3 separate regions of the Pan troglodytes genome follow, and all the other regions are linked to region 3. The links are chromatin contacts, called in public Hi-C maps. All regions are on one chromosome and are shown on one strand. The core of a region is the stretch at or near the end of the contact, and the rest is flanking DNA. Distances in the headings are between cores, read along the strand shown. Region 1 overlaps LOC107976168 (general transcription factor II-I repeat domain-containing protein 1). Region 2 overlaps LOC134810458. Region 3 has its middle 15 kb from the start of HSPB1.

Evidence for each region. Hi-C and Micro-C count contacts between places; a contact is called where the count stands out from the background.
Region 1: a Hi-C map of induced pluripotent stem cells shows a contact between it and region 3, with 3 times the contacts expected there. The contact joins two enhancer-like sites. A contact is called at or near these places in 3 of 7 Hi-C or Micro-C datasets (induced pluripotent stem cells and stem cell-derived neural progenitor cells), 1 of 1 datasets of contacts at active chromatin or transcription factors (stem cell-derived excitatory neurons) and 1 of 1 other capture datasets (stem cell-derived neural stem cells).
Region 2: a Hi-C map of induced pluripotent stem cells shows a contact between it and region 3, with 2.1 times the contacts expected there. The contact joins two enhancer-like sites. A contact is called at or near these places in 2 of 7 Hi-C or Micro-C datasets (both in induced pluripotent stem cells).

The regions. Positions count from the first base shown.
Region 1 is chr6:85,300,910-85,305,988 of NHGRI_mPanTro3-v2.0_pri, reverse strand. The region is part of intron 5 of LOC107976168 (general transcription factor II-I repeat domain-containing protein 1); the gene reads left to right. Among named protein-coding and RNA genes, the nearest start is that of SRRM3, 16 kb to the right of the region's middle. Within about 2 kb of position 1,943, at least 7 of the 24 cell types and tissues checked have an H3K27ac peak or open chromatin away from gene starts, as enhancers often do. A contact at or near this core is called in induced pluripotent stem cells and stem cell-derived neural stem cells, where this site is marked.
Region 2 is chr6:85,423,664-85,428,040 of NHGRI_mPanTro3-v2.0_pri, reverse strand. All of the region lies in intron 15 of LOC134810458, which reads right to left. It overlaps MDH2 (malate dehydrogenase 2), which reads left to right. Exons shown (of 9, transcript XM_001156205.6): 9 at 1-214. The coding sequence ends at 34. Among named protein-coding and RNA genes, the nearest start is that of STYXL1, 20 kb to the left of the region's middle. Within about 2 kb of position 3,005, at least 10 of the 24 cell types and tissues checked have an H3K27ac peak or open chromatin away from gene starts, as enhancers often do. A contact at or near this core is called in induced pluripotent stem cells, where this site is marked.
Region 3 is chr6:85,170,040-85,174,999 of NHGRI_mPanTro3-v2.0_pri, reverse strand. No RefSeq gene overlaps it. Among named protein-coding and RNA genes, the nearest start is that of HSPB1, 15 kb to the left of the region's middle. Within about 2 kb of position 2,894, at least 24 of the 24 cell types and tissues checked have an H3K27ac peak or open chromatin away from gene starts, as enhancers often do. A contact at or near this core is called in induced pluripotent stem cells and stem cell-derived neural stem cells, where this site is marked.

The sequences.
Region 1 (5,079 bases), core at 694-3,193, 130 kb before region 3:
TCTGTTGACCAGGCTGGAGTGCAGTGGTACAATCATAGCTCACTGCAGCCTCGAACTCTTGGCCTCAAGTGGTCCTCTCACCTCAGCCTCCCAAGTAGCTGGGACTACAGCCACACACCACCACACCTGGCTAATTTTTAAAAAAATGTCTTGTAGAGACAGGGTCTCACTATGTTACTCAGGCTGGTCTTGAACTCCTAGGCTCAAGCGATCCTCCTGCTTCGGCATCCCAAAGTGCTGGGATCACAGGCATGAGCCACCATGCGTGGCCATTTAAGGATTTTGAGATGGGAAGGTTCTCCTACAAATCCCAGTGGGCCCAATGTAATCATAAAGGTTCTCCTAAAAGTGGGCAGGAGGGTCAGAATCAGAGAAGGAGATGTGACCCCGGATGCAGGCCAGAGAGAGAGAGAGAGAGACAGAGAGAGAGAGATTTGAGGATGCTGCAGTGCTAGCTCTGAAGATGGAGGAGGGAACCATGAGCTGAGGGATGCAGCCAGCCTCTAGGAGCTGGAAAAGGGAAGGAAAAGAGCTCTCTGCGACAGCCTCCAGAAGGAACACAGCCCACGGACACCTTGGTATTTATTTTATTTTATTTTTTATTTATTTTGAGACAGACTCTCACTCTGTCACCCAGGCTGGAGTGCAGTCGTGCGATCTCAACTTACTGCAACCTCCGCCTCCCGGGTTCAAGCAATTCTTCTGCCTCAGCCTCCTGAGTAGCTGGGATTACAGGCGTGCGCCACCACGCCCAGCTAATTTTTTATTTTTAGTAGAGACAGGGTTTCACCATGTTGGTCAGGCTGGTTTCGAACCCCTGACCTCGTGATCCGCCCACCTTGGCCTCCCAAAGTGCTGGGATTACAGGCATGAGCCACTGTGCCTGGGCTGCCCACTATTTTTATTTTATTTATTTTTATTTTTTATTTCTTTTTTTTGAGACGGAGTCTCACTCTGTCGCCCAGGCTGGAGTGCAGTGGTGTGATCTCGGCTCACTGCAACCTCCACCTCCCGGGTTCACGCCATTCTTCTGCCTCAGCCTCCCGAGTAACTGGGACTACAGGCGCCCGCCACCATGCCCAGCTAATTTTTTTGTATTTTTAGTAGAGACGGGGTTTCATCGTGTTAGCCAGGATGGTCTCGATCTCCTGACCTCATGATCGGCCCATCTTGGCCTCCCAAAGTGCTGGGATTACAGGCGTAAGCCACTGCGCCCAGCCCTGCCCACTATTTTTATATTTTATTTTATTTTATTTTTGAAATAAGGTCTTGCTCTGCCTCCCAGGCTAGAGTGCAGGGGTGCAATCATAGCTCACTGCAGCCTGGACCTCCTAGGCTCAAGCAATCCTCCCACCTCAGCCTCCCAAGCAGCTGGGATTGCAGGCATGTGCCACCATACCCAGCTAAACATTTTATTTTTTTGTCAAGATACGGCTTTGCTATGTTCCCCAGGCTGGTTTTAAACTCCTAGGCTCAAGCAGTCCTCCTGCCTTGGCCTCCCAAAGTGTTGGGATTTCAAGTGTGAGCCACGATGCCCAACCTTCTGCCCACTTTAGAGCCATTTCACTCCCCCTAGCTGGCCTCTTTGTCCCAAAAACCCCTGCGTGTGCTTTGTGTCTCTCCCAGGCCCAGCAGGGACAGCTCTGGCAGGAAGCCATGGTAATCCCCTTTCCGATTCTCGGACCCCTCCCCACCTTCCTGGAAGCCCCAGGCCGGCCTGGTACCTCTAAGGAGAAGCCACACGCATGCCACCCTGTCCCTCTGACTGGAGCCTGCCATTACTGTTTGGAGCCCCCTCCTCCCTAAGCCACCAGATCCACCTCAAGCCCCACCTTGCTGCCTAAAAATAACACCTCCGCGTCCTGCTGGCTCCCCAATCCCTCCCCGCCCCGGGCTCCTTCTGGTTTGTATTCTCCCAGCCGGCTGTGAGCTGTGAGCCGGCGCCAGTGTGCCAGGCCGACCGCAGGCCCGGAATTAGGTTAACTCCGCTGCAGCCCTGGAGGGAGGTCGCCTGTTTGGGGCCGTGGTTGCGGGTACTGAAAATGCTCCCACCACGGGCTGGGGCCTGATTCTGTGTTGGGGGAAGGCAGTGACATGTGCATGGGTGTGTATGTGTCGGGGGCTGGGTACGGTAAGCTTTGACAGTGGTGACTGATGGCAGATATACCCCAGGCTGGGCTGAGCTCGGCTAAAATGTCTGGCTCAGGAAAGAGGGGCGCAGTGGGACCCTCCCAGCTCCTGCTGCAAACCCTAGAGCAAACCCTGGAAATGTCTGCACGCAGAGCATCTTGTCGCCTGGAATCTTCCATCTGCCATCTCACAGAGTCCCAGGAGGCCTCTGAGGGAGGCTGTTCACCCCACATTACACATGGAGAGGCAGAGAGGCGCTGCCCTGAAACCGCCTTTGCAAAAATTACCACAGTGAGAAAATTATGACAGTAAAGGAGATCTGATCTAACCAACCCCCATCTTGCCTTTTTTATTTTTATTTTTTTTTTAAGACAGGGTCTCATTCTGTTGCCTGGGCTGCAGTGCAGTGGCACAATTATGGCTCACTGCAGCCTTGACCTCCTGGGCTCAAGTGATCCTCCCACCTCAGCCTCCCGAGTAGCTGGGAACACAGGTATGTGCCACCATGCCCAGCTGAGTTTTGTAGAGGTGGGGTCTCGCTATGTTGCCCAGGCTGGTCAAAAACTCCTGGGCTCAAGCAATTCGCCCGCCTCAGCCTCCCAAACTACTGGAATTACAGGCATAAGCCACTGCGCCTGGCCAGGTTTTTGCATTTCTGACGACTGATTGCTTCATCCAGACCCACCAACTGGCCATGTGTCCCCACCCAGATGTGCACTTCCTGGCCCCCCAAACTATCCTCAAAAAACCCTGGCCTCCAAATTTTGGGGGAGATTGATTTGAGTAGTAATTCCATCTCCTACGTGGGGTGGCCAGCCTCATGTCAATTACACTCTTTCTTTTTTTTTTAAGATGGAGTTTCACTGTTGTTGCCTGGGCTGGAATACAATGGCACGATTTTGGCTCACTGCAACCTCCACCTCCCGGGTTCAAGCCATTCTTCTGCCTCAGCCTCCTGAGTAGCTGGAATTACAGGCACCCACCACCATGCCTGGCTAATTTTTGTTTTGTTTTGTTTTAGTAGAAATGGGGTTTCGCCATGTTGGCCAGGCTGGTCTTGAACTCCTGACCTCAGGCGATCCGCCCGCCTAGGCCTCCCGAAGTGCTGGGATTACAGCTGTGGGCCACCGCGTCTGGCCTACGCTCTTTCTTTATTGTAATGCTGTGGTCCCAGGGAATTGGTTTTGTCTGTGGAGTGGGCAGGAAGAACGCATTGGGCGACTACAGCCCCCAGCCAGGCATGGTCCCGGAGTGAGCCCAAGACAGCTATTGCTGTCTTTATGGGATGGGCACCCTGTGCCCTGCTGGGCATAGATGTGGGGTGGGGGAAATTAGCAAGCTCAGACTCAGAGTAGAAGACCTAGCCTGCAGTCACACAGCACGTTGACGGGTGGGTGGCACCTGAATCCTCTGAGCCCCAGCAGACCCTACCCCAAAGTGCTTCTCCTGGGTAAGGGAGTGGGGTCATTGACCTGGCTGTGGTCATCAGCCTGGCTGTGGGAGGGAGTGAGACTGTCTCAGGAGCTCTGGGCAGGGCCTGGTGCTGGGAGCCAAGCCAGGCATCTCCAAGGGGTGCCAATATGACTTAGACACGTTCATTTTGTGGATAATGAATAATTCACATATGCGAATATGGGTATCAGAAGTGCTAGAAACCAGTGCATTGAGCCTACCACATCCTGGGCGGCACTGCCTAGAACACAGCTTAGTACAAATATGAGTAGACTTAAAGAAAAGGATAAAGGAAATAGCCCTGCAGGAGGAGTGGAGCGAGAATGTGGACATAAAATATGAATTACAGGCCAGGCACGGTGGCTCACGCCTGTCATCCCAGCACTTTGAGGCAGAGGTGGGTGGATCATTTGAGGTCAGGAGTTTGAGACCAGACTGGCCAACGTGGTAAAACCCCGTCTCTACTAAAAATACAAAAATTGGCCAGGCGTGGTGATGGGCACCTGCAATTCCAGCTACTCGGGAGGCTAAGGCAGGAGGATCACTTGAACCCGGGAGGCAGAGGTTACAGTGAGCTGAGATCGCACCACTGCACTCCAGCCTGGGTGACAGAGGAAGACTCTGTCTCAAAACAAAAAACAAAAACAAAAAAAAAACAAAACATGAATTACAGCCAGGTGAGGTGCCTCACGCCTGTCATCCCAGCACTCTGGGAGGCCGAGGCAGAAGGATTGCTTGAGCTCAGGAGTCCAAGACCAGCCTGGGCAACATAGTGAGACCCCCGTCTCTACTAAAAAATAAAATAAAACAAAATAAAATAAAATAAAAATTAGCACACTTGTGGTCCCAGCTACCAGGGAGGCTGATGCAGGAGGATCGCTTGAGCCTAGGAGGTTGAGGCTGCAGTGAGCTATGATCGCACCACTGCACTCCAGCCTAAGCGACAGAGCGAGACCCTGTCTCTAAAAAAAAAAAAAAGTAAAAAAAGACTTCTGCTGCCTGGGCTTCTCTGGAGTCTGGGGCCCCTTGGACAACCAGGAAAGGCCTTGTGGAAGAGATGGGACCTCGGGCTAGGACCTCATGAAGGAAACTTCAGTCCATCTCCTCCTGTCTCTGGGTAGCTGGGGCTCCAAGTCAGTGTGGGTGTGCTTTTCCTTCGGACAGCCACCTCTGCAGGCTACATTTTCTACTCTCAGCCTCAGCTTGCTAACTTCCCCCACCCCACATCCAGGCCCAGGAGGCGCCTGGCACAGGATGGCCATCCCATAAAGACAATAGCTGCCCTGGGCTCACTCTAGGACTGTGCCTGGCTGGGGGTTGTAGCTGCCCGATGGGTTCTTCCTGCCCACTGCACAGATAAAACCAATTCCCTGAGACCACGGCATTGTAATAAAGAAAGAGTGAAATTGACATGAGGCTAGCCATGCCACGTGGGAGACGGAATTATTACTCAAATCAATCTCCCCGAAAATTCGGAGGCCAGGGTGTTTTTTGAGG
Region 2 (4,377 bases), core at 1,756-4,255, 250 kb before region 3:
GAAGGGGGAAGATTTCGTGAAGACCCTGAAGTGAGCCGCTGTGACGGGTGGCCAGTTTCCTTAATTTACGAAGGCATCATGTCACTGCAAAGCCGTTGCAGATAAACTTTGTATTTTAATTTCCTTTGGTGATGATTATTGTATTGACATCATCATGCCTTCCAAATTGTGGGTGGCTCTGTGGGCGCATCAATAAAAGCCGTCCTTGATTTTATTTTTCAAGGTCCCTTCTGTAAATGCTGTGCTTTCTTCCCTGTGAGAGCCAACTTTAGAGTGTCTGCTACCTCTTCATTACCAATCAGAATTAGATGATGTTTAACTGTTAGACTGAAGCGTGACGCTTTCATCAGTAGCTTCAAGAAAGTCTAAATTGTTAATTTATGGAATTAGACACAGTATTCAGTTTACCCGTACATGCTCCTCCCGCCCCTCCTGTTGGCACCCTTGCATCGCCCAGGCCTGATTCCTCCTGGGGGTAGTTCACCCCCACGGGGTCATAGTTCAGCGGTGAATGCCAGGCAGCCGTTTTCTGGCTGAGCAAACAGCACCTTTCTCATTGAGCTTCCTCTACTGACCTCTGTCCCCCTTGGGATTTCATCTTCTGACCGAACCCTGATGTTCAGTGGCAGAGACAGCCCATAGCCAGAACTGTGGGTAGACCAGGGTTGGGGTGTGCGGTTTGGGACAGCCCAAACCCCAGCCGCTGTGTCAAGGCCTAGGACGCCATGCTGCCATCAAAAGGGGGTTCCAGGTTTCCATCAGTGGCCTAAAGAAGGGACTTCTTGTTGTATTGAGGAGTGGGGAATTAAAGAGATTTGACTCCCTTTAGTATTGGGGGCAGTCCGTTCCCCAGACACTGTGGCCTCTGAAGTGGAAACTGAAAGCTGCATACCTGGGAAAGAACTTTCTAGCAACAGGCAACGGCCTTCAGTGGAAGAGGGAGGGCTGGAGGTGTGCCCAGTACTTGGATGTTCATCTGTCCACAATAGCTTTTTGTTTTTTTAAAAAAGCTAAAATGGAAATGGATTTTATCATAAAGGATGACATCGTTTTCTTCTACAATTAATACATGTTCATTGTATAAAACCCAAAAAGCAGCTAAAAAATAAAGTGGGAAAGGAACTACTGGTAATACTTGTCCTCTCTTGCATATTTCATAGGTTGAGAGAATGAAGCCTGCTCTGCAGGTTATCTGCTACTGTAACAATCCCAGCCCTCTCCACTCTGGTGGCTTTTAGGCTATTTCTGTTCCTGTCTCCCGACGCTGGGGGTTGACAGGACTCAGCTGGGTGGTTACATGCCCACAGCTCCCACTGCAGTCACTGGAGGCTTGGCTGGACTGGAGCACGCGAGGCTGGTGTTTGGGAGATGTCCGGACAGCTGGCCTTTTCCCCGAGGTCTTGGGCCTCTCATTCTTCGCAACGCGTCTACAGCAAGGTCCATATGTTTGTTGAATGACTCAGTTCCCACAAGCAAAAGCAGAAGTTGCCAGGCTCTAAGGCTTGGGCTGAGAACTGGCCCAGCTTCGCTTGCGCTGCATTCTCTAGAGTAAGTTACAAGGCCCCCAATGACATGGGCAGGAACCACACAAGGGTGTGGCTGCGGGAGACCTGACTCTGGTGGCCATTTATGGAGATGAGCTGCCCCCCACTTCTTTCACTGTGTGTATTTGCCCTTGTCACTTTTCTAAATTTTTCTTTAGAGACAAGGTCTCTGTCGCACAGGCTGGAGTGCAGTGGTGTGATCATGGCTCACTGCAGCCTCCAACCCCTGGGCTCAAGCGATCCTCCCACCTCAGCCTCCCCAGTAGCTGGGACTATGGGTGCCTGCCACCATGCCCGGCTAATTTTATAATTTTTTGTAGAGACCAGGGTGGGGGTGGCCAGGCGCGGTGGCTCACGCCTGTAATCCCAGCACTTTGGGAGGCCGAGGCAGGCAGATCACGAGGTCAGGAGATCGAGACCATCCTGGCTAACACGGTGAAACCCCTTCTCTACTAAAAATACAAAAAATTAGCCGGGCGTGGTGGCGGGTGCCTATAGTCCCACCTCCTCGGGAGGCTGAGGCAGGAGAATGGCATGAACCTGGGAGGCGAAGCTTGCAGTGAGCCGAGATTGTACCACTGCACTCCAGCCTGGGCGACAGAGCCAGACTCTGTCTCAAAAAAAAAAAAAGAGATCAGGGTGGGAGGACTTGCTCTGTTGCCCAGGCTGGTCCTCCTGGCCTCAATCAATCCTCCCACCTCAGCCTCCCAAAGTGTTGGGATTACAGGCATGAGCCACTGTGCCCTGCCATTCTTTTCACAGCTGGATAACCTTGAGGGTGGATAACTCGGTGTTTTCGTTTTTCACTGCTGTAGAGAGCAGAACTCTGAGCGTGGTACTTTAGCATTGTTTCCTCCTGGTGGTTCTATATGCAGAGCACTATGCTGGCTGTATTTGGGGTGCATTTGCCATTTTATGGGATCCTTGCAACAACCCTGACAGGACCTGGGACTCAAGCTAAGTCAGGCTGTGTCTTGGTTGAGGGTGGTCACTACCTCTCTCCATAAACCAGGGGCTACCCCTTAAGAACCTCCCAGAGAGTTCACTCAGGATACTCCCACTAAGGTGGGAGGACTGCTTGAGCCCAGGAGCTTGAGGTTGCTGTGAGCTGTGACTGTGCCACTACACTCCAGCCTGGGAGACAGAGAGAGACCTGTCCCAAAAAAAAAAAAAAAAAAAGAAGCCCATTTCTGGTTCCATCTCAGAAATTCAGCTCTAGCATCCTAAAGGGAGGACCTGGAATGTAGAATATCCTAGATTCTTTCAGATGATGATGAAGGGGCCTGGAGATACTGGCTGTCCCTGGGCTATTCACCCTCTAGCTCCTGCCTTCCAGGGCTAAAGACGAGTCAGGTACTGAGAATCCACAAGACAAACGCAGAGGAAGTACCGTGGGACTCCAGAGGAGGGCAAGGTTACTTCATGTCTTGGCAGAGCATCAAGGAGGACTTCCCCTATCAAGATCTCTAGGAGGAGGGAAAAGGAGGGGGAGGAGATGGCATACGCTCTGGCTCTGCAGGCTGGGCAGGATTTCAACCAGCAGGGAGGGTGGGATGGGCGTCATAGGCAGCTGCCGGAGCAGACAGGCTGAAGAGCTTGTGGATGGCAGGAACAGGGCGTCCCAGGAGCTGAGCAGGATGGTGACATGGTGGCCAAGGCTGCTCACACTCCACCAAGGGCGGGTTGGCGGGGGGGGTCCCTGGAGCCTGCTGCTGGGCCCAGATTCTGATTTTTTTAATTAAAATTTTTATTTTATTTTGAGACGGAGTCTTGCTCTGTCGCCCAAGCTGGAGTGCAGTGGTGTGATCTCGGCTCACTGCAACCTCTCTGGCCCAGGTTCAAGCAATTCTGCCTCAGCCTCCCGAGTAGATGGGACTACATGCACGCCACTACCACAGCCAGATAATTTTTGTATTTTTAGTAGATGGGGTTTCTCCATGTTGGTCAAGCTGGTCTCAAACTCCTAACCTCAAGTAATCTGCCCGCCTTGCCCTCCCAATGTGCTGGGATTACAGGCGTGAGCCACCGTACCCGGCCCAGATTCTGCATTTTCTAGTCAGCTTCCCAGCAATGCCTGAGCTGCAGGTGCACACGAACTAGGAGTGACGTGAAGGCAGGGACCACTCGGATGCTAAAGACCAGAGATGGGATGGCGGTGAGTAGGAGCGGGGATGATAGGGACATGGAGGAGAAACAGCATCTCCCAGCCCCACTTCTGCCACCCAGAACTCCATCAGGAAGTTGTCAGTGTGGATGAAACTCACCACACCTCTACTTCCAAGCTCCAATTATCCGTCCTCCCATCCTTCTGGCCACCTCCTCACACAGAACTTCTGTCCTCCTCTGTGAGGAAAAAAAGACCAGTGGCTGCATGTATGGTGTTAAGGACCAAAATGATGTGGCCAAGGCCTTTGCCACGAGAAGCCAAGAACCAGTCTTTGTTTTTTGTTTTGTTGAGACGGAGTCTCGCTTTGTCGCCCAGGCTGGAGCGCAGTGGCAAGCTCTCGGCTCACTGCAACCTCTGTGTTATGAGTAAAATGTTTATTCAGAAACAAAATGCTTCTTCCCCAGTACTGCAAGGAAAAATCAGCATTTAGACAAAGAAGTTTTCTCAGTAAGGTAATTTTACTTTCTGGAGAAAAGAGGGAAGCAATTTTTATCCTTTATGCAGCTTGTCCTTGCTGCTGTGTGTTGTCTCCATTGACTGGAGCTAGAAATTACAATTTAAACTGAACCTGATTGGCTAACAACTTAAAACACTGCTAAATAGGTAAAACTAATGGAGAATAAAGAAAAAGAGGAAGTTGTTTATGAAAAGACATAGACAAGTTAT
Region 3 (4,960 bases), core at 1,645-4,144:
GGAGGCTGAGGCAGGTGGATAACTTGAGGTCAGAAGTTCAAGACCAGCCTGGCCAACATGGTGAAACCCCGTCTCCACTAAAAATACAAAAATTAGCCAGGTGTGGTGACGGACACTTGTAATCCCAGCTACTCGGGAGGCTGAGGCAGGAGAATTGCTTGAACCCAGGAGGTGGATGTTGCAGCAAGTTAAGATCGTGCCACTGCACTCCAGCCTGGGTGACAAAGCGAGACCCTGTCTCAACAAAAATAAAAAGAGGCCCAGTCTTGAAAAACTCTGACACCTCCCCACTGCCCCTCTCCCCAGCCCCACACCCAGCACGCCTTTAGCCCGGTTCTTCTCTGCCCTGGGCTTCAGTTTCCAAGGGCCTTCAAGCCTCCCTGAATTTCCCTCCTGGAAGACCCAGCCCACTCTCTCTGCCTTGGAAGGGTCTGGCAGCCAAGGCCTGCGCCCGGGCTCCTGCCCCACCCTGTCACACCCTCTGCTGCAGGGGGGTTGACCACTGTTTCCACTCTGATCCTAATCAGAACTGGCACATTTTAGGAGGCACCTGCTAGCTGCCAATCACTTGTTAGCTTATTAAATCCTCATAGCAACCCCACTCCACTGAGCGGCAGCACGGGATCGCAGTTATGGTTGCAGGAACTCATGTCACACTGCCTGGGTTCAATCCCACTTGGCCACTTACTTTTTAGCTGTGGGACCTTGGGCATGTTGCTAAGTCTCAGTTTCCTCATCTGCAAATGATGCAACTATATGAATTAATACCTAAGAAGTATTCTTTTTTTTTTTTAACTGAGTTTCATTCTTGTTGCCCAGGCTGGAGTGCAGTGGCACTATCTCGGCTCACCGCAACCTCTGCCTCCTGGGTTCAAGCGATTCTCCTGCCTCAGCCTCCCGAGTAGCTGGGACTACAGGTACCTGCCACCACACCCGGCTAATGTTGTATTTTTAGTAGAGATGGGGTTTCTTTATGTTGGTCAGGGTGGTCTCTAACTCCCGATCTCAGGTGATCCACCCGTCTCGGCCTCCCAAAGTGCTGGGATTACAGGCATGAGACACCACGCCTGACTTTTTTTTTTTTTTTTTTTTTTGAGACAGGATCTTGCTCAGTTGCCCAGGCTGGAGTGCCATGGCACCATTACAGCTCACTACAGCCTCGAATTCTTGGACTCCAGCTACCCTCCTACCTCAGCCTCCCAAGTAGCCGGGACTACAAGCATTTGTCAATATGCCTGGCTAATTTTGTAATTTTGGTAGAGATAGGATCTCGCTATGTTGCCCAGGCTGGTCTGGAACTCCTGGTCTCCAGCAATCCTCCTGCCTCAGCCTCCCAAAGTGCTGGGATTACAGGCTTGAGCCTCTGCACCCAGCCACTGTGAAGTCTTTAGAAGGCTGCTGAGAGCCGATAGTAAGCACTCAGTCACTGCTAGACATTTTTGAGGTAGGTTGTATTATTCTCATTTTACAGATGTAGAAACTGATCCTCTAAAAGGCTAAATACCTTGAGAGGTTATGTCACCTAATTAGGACATGGTGGGATGAGAATCCAAATCCTGAGCTCTTAAGCTTTTGTCCCCCAACAGCCCTTTATTCAGAAAATGAAACATTGGGTCGGGCACAGTGGTTTTCACCTGTAATCCCAACACTTTGGGAGGCTGAGGCTTGAGGTCAGGTACTCGAGACCAGTCTGGGCACCACAGTGAGACCCTGTTTCTACAAAAAAAATTTAGAAATCAGCTGGGTATGGTGGTGCACACCTATAGTCTCAGCTACTCGGAGCCCAGGATTTGGAGGCTCCAGTGAGCTATGATTGCACCACTGCACTCCAGTACAGCCTGGGCAACAGAGTGACACCTTGTCTCTAAAAAAGAAAGAAAAAGAAAATAGACATTGCTGAGCGACAGAAATCCCACCTTTCTAAACAGTCAGCAACCTCACTGGAGCTGATTTTTAATTCCTAAATCCAGCCTTGATAGTGACTTGGGCAACTCATCTCCCTCTCGGCCTGGGATTATACAACTCTATGTCAGGAGATGGGAAGCGGAGAGACTGGGTGTCTTTATTCCATTTCTGACATCTTTCAGGACTGATGATGGGGGAGGGCCCTGGCCCTGGCTGGCCGCCACTGTTCGATTCAGTTATCATCATCAGGACCGTGGGAGGGAAGGGTATTGGAGCAGAGGACCTTGAAGGGCGCACAGGAGGCTGATGGGGCTGTAACACCTGGGGTATGAGGGCAGCGGAGGTTGGACAGGCAGGTTGGGACCTAGCTGTGGAGGGCCTGGGATACCAAAGAGAGGCAGGACCTGGCCTCAGTGTCGCCAGGACACCAGATCTGCCCCCTCCCTCACTGTTGCACCATGGCTCCCGCGTGTAAAGTGATGGAACCCGTCAGACCCAGGTCGCCACCAGAAACCGCCCAGCTGTTGTGTGCATCGGGGGCCAGGAGTTTCCTCTTCTGCAATCTGGGAACAACGCAGACCTCCCAGGGCTGTTTTCAGAAGCAGAGATGTGTAGGTAAGAAAGGATAGCCAACCAGTACGGGCCGGGACACGAGATCACGTCATTATTCAGATGGAGAAACTGAAGGGCAGGCGTGGGACCAAGGGCCCACCACGAGCCCAAGGCTCCGTCCTCCCAAGCACGTAACAAAGGTGGAGGCGGAAGACGGAGGAGAGAGAAGCGGGTGAAGTTGGGAGATAAAGCTCCCCAGTGGCTGGAGGGCGGGATCTGCAACAAATGAAGCCCTGGGGCCGCTAAGCGGGCCAATTTCGGGGCAGGGACCCAGGCCCTAGCAACAGGCCGACCATTGGCGGAGCGGGGACACGCTGGCCTGTGATTGGCTCTTGCCATGCCCGAGGGGAAGGCGGCCGCCCCCCGGGGCGGGGCTACATACGCAGCCGCAGTCCCGCCCGGCCCACATCCGGGCTTCCGCGTAGTCCAGGCGCCCTGGCCTCTGCACCGTCCCAGAAACCTGTCTTACGTCGAGGAACCCGGGGGACAGAGGCGCGCCAGTGCACGCCGGGGCCAGGGACGAACGGCTCGCCATTGCAAAGGAGGCCCCTCGGGGAGACGGCAGGCAGCAAAAGGCTTCCTTGGCCGGGGGTCTGGGCGTTTAGGGAGTGGAGGTGCTCAGAGATAGGGCCGAGGATGGAGCTCCCAGGTGGGTTGGAGGCGGGGGTGGCTGGGCTCGAGGACGCTGTTGGAGTCCGGGGTCTGGAAGAGGCGATCCCCGGGAAAGCCAGCTTCAGAGCCGGGAGGGGTCGGCAGGGGACCTACTGCAAGAGCCCCCAGGTTGGGGTAGGGAGGGGGCCCAGACCTGGGCCAGGAGGGATGCTGAATCCCCCCATCTAGCTCTGGGGCTTTGCAAACCAGCATCACTGCAGCATTTTGTAGCTCAAGGAATGGGGCAGGGCGGCCAGACCAGCTGTGGCTAGTGCGTGCGTGAGGCCCTGAGGGATGCGGCCAATGCTATTTTGCTGTTTTGTACTTACTCAGTTTCATTTTGGCTCTGTCGCCACTAGGCGAAAGAAATCGAAGTGCTAACATACCACGGGGAGCAATGATTATTACTCAATGTGGCCCCGCCCCAGCAGCGGGAGGTGGCATCTGTTTGACCTTGGAGATTTGGACGGTATTTAGGGAGATTACATGAAAAAAAGACTCACCCCACAATGCTTGCAGTCAGCTACAAGCTGCTTTGTCCTTTATACCTTTTAGCCTTTATTTCCTGAGTCTATCTTGTCTGTTTCTAATGTAGTCTCCTGATTTAGGGCAAGAGAATATTTCTCACTCTTGGTCTGCCCACTACCCACAATCCTTGTCCGAGGATTTACTCGGCAAACTTAGCAGGCAAAACCCCTTGTCAACTTAACACTAAAAAATATCGTCTCTTGGAAGGCAGTCTGCTTTGATAAACCTAATGGAATAAAAAGTGAGTTTGCTATCTGGCTTTAAAGAACATAACCCAGCTGGGCATGGTGGCTCACACCTGTAATCCCAACACTTTGGGAGACCGAGGCAGGAGGATCGCTTAAGCCCAGGCGTTCAAGACCAGCCTGGGCAACATAGTATAGTAAAACCCAGTCTCTACAAAAAGAATTTAAAAATTAGCCAGGCCAGATAGCCCAGCTACTTGGGACGCTGAATCAGGATTGCTTTGAGTCCAGGAGGTGGAGGCTGCAGTGAGCTATGACTGCACCACTGCACTCCAGCCTGGTCAACAGAGCGAGATCCTGTCTCAAAACAAAACAAAAAAACTGACAACCAATGAAACCTCATCTCTAAAATCTGGCTTCAGGTTAAGTGAGTAAAAAGAGGCTTTCTTGTGGCCAGGCACGGTGGCTTATGCCTGGTAATCCCAGCACTTTGGGAGGCCAAGGCGGGCGGATCACGAGGTCAGGAGTTCAAGACCAGCCTGGCCAACATAGTGAAACCCTGTTTCTACTAAAAATACAAAAAAATTAGCCAGGCATGGTGGTGGATGCCTGTAATCCCAGCTACTCAGGAGGCTGAGGCAGGAGAATCAACGTGAACCCGGGAGGCTGAGGCAGGAGAATCAACGTGAACCCGGGAGGCAGAGGTTGCAGTGAGCTGGTATCACGCCATTGCACTCCAACCCCGGGCAATAGTGCGAGACTCCGTCTCAAAAAAAAAAAAAAAAAAAGCTTTCATTTATCTTCTCAGCTCCTACAAGCCAATGAGTGGTAGGGTAATTTGCCGACCACAGTGGGAAGAACTAATTTAACATCAAGATTGTGATTCCCCTAGCGTAGATCCAGTATGAAAGAAGTGTCTCAGGCATGCTTCTGGTTCCTGAGTTAACTCTAGTGAATAAGGTGGGCTGTGCTGTCTCCCCACCTCCCCCAGGCATAGGGGCAGAACAGCTGCAGACCACCAGGACCCAGTGGGCCAAGTGAGGATGTGAGTCACAGCCAGTGCTTATTAAACCACCTAA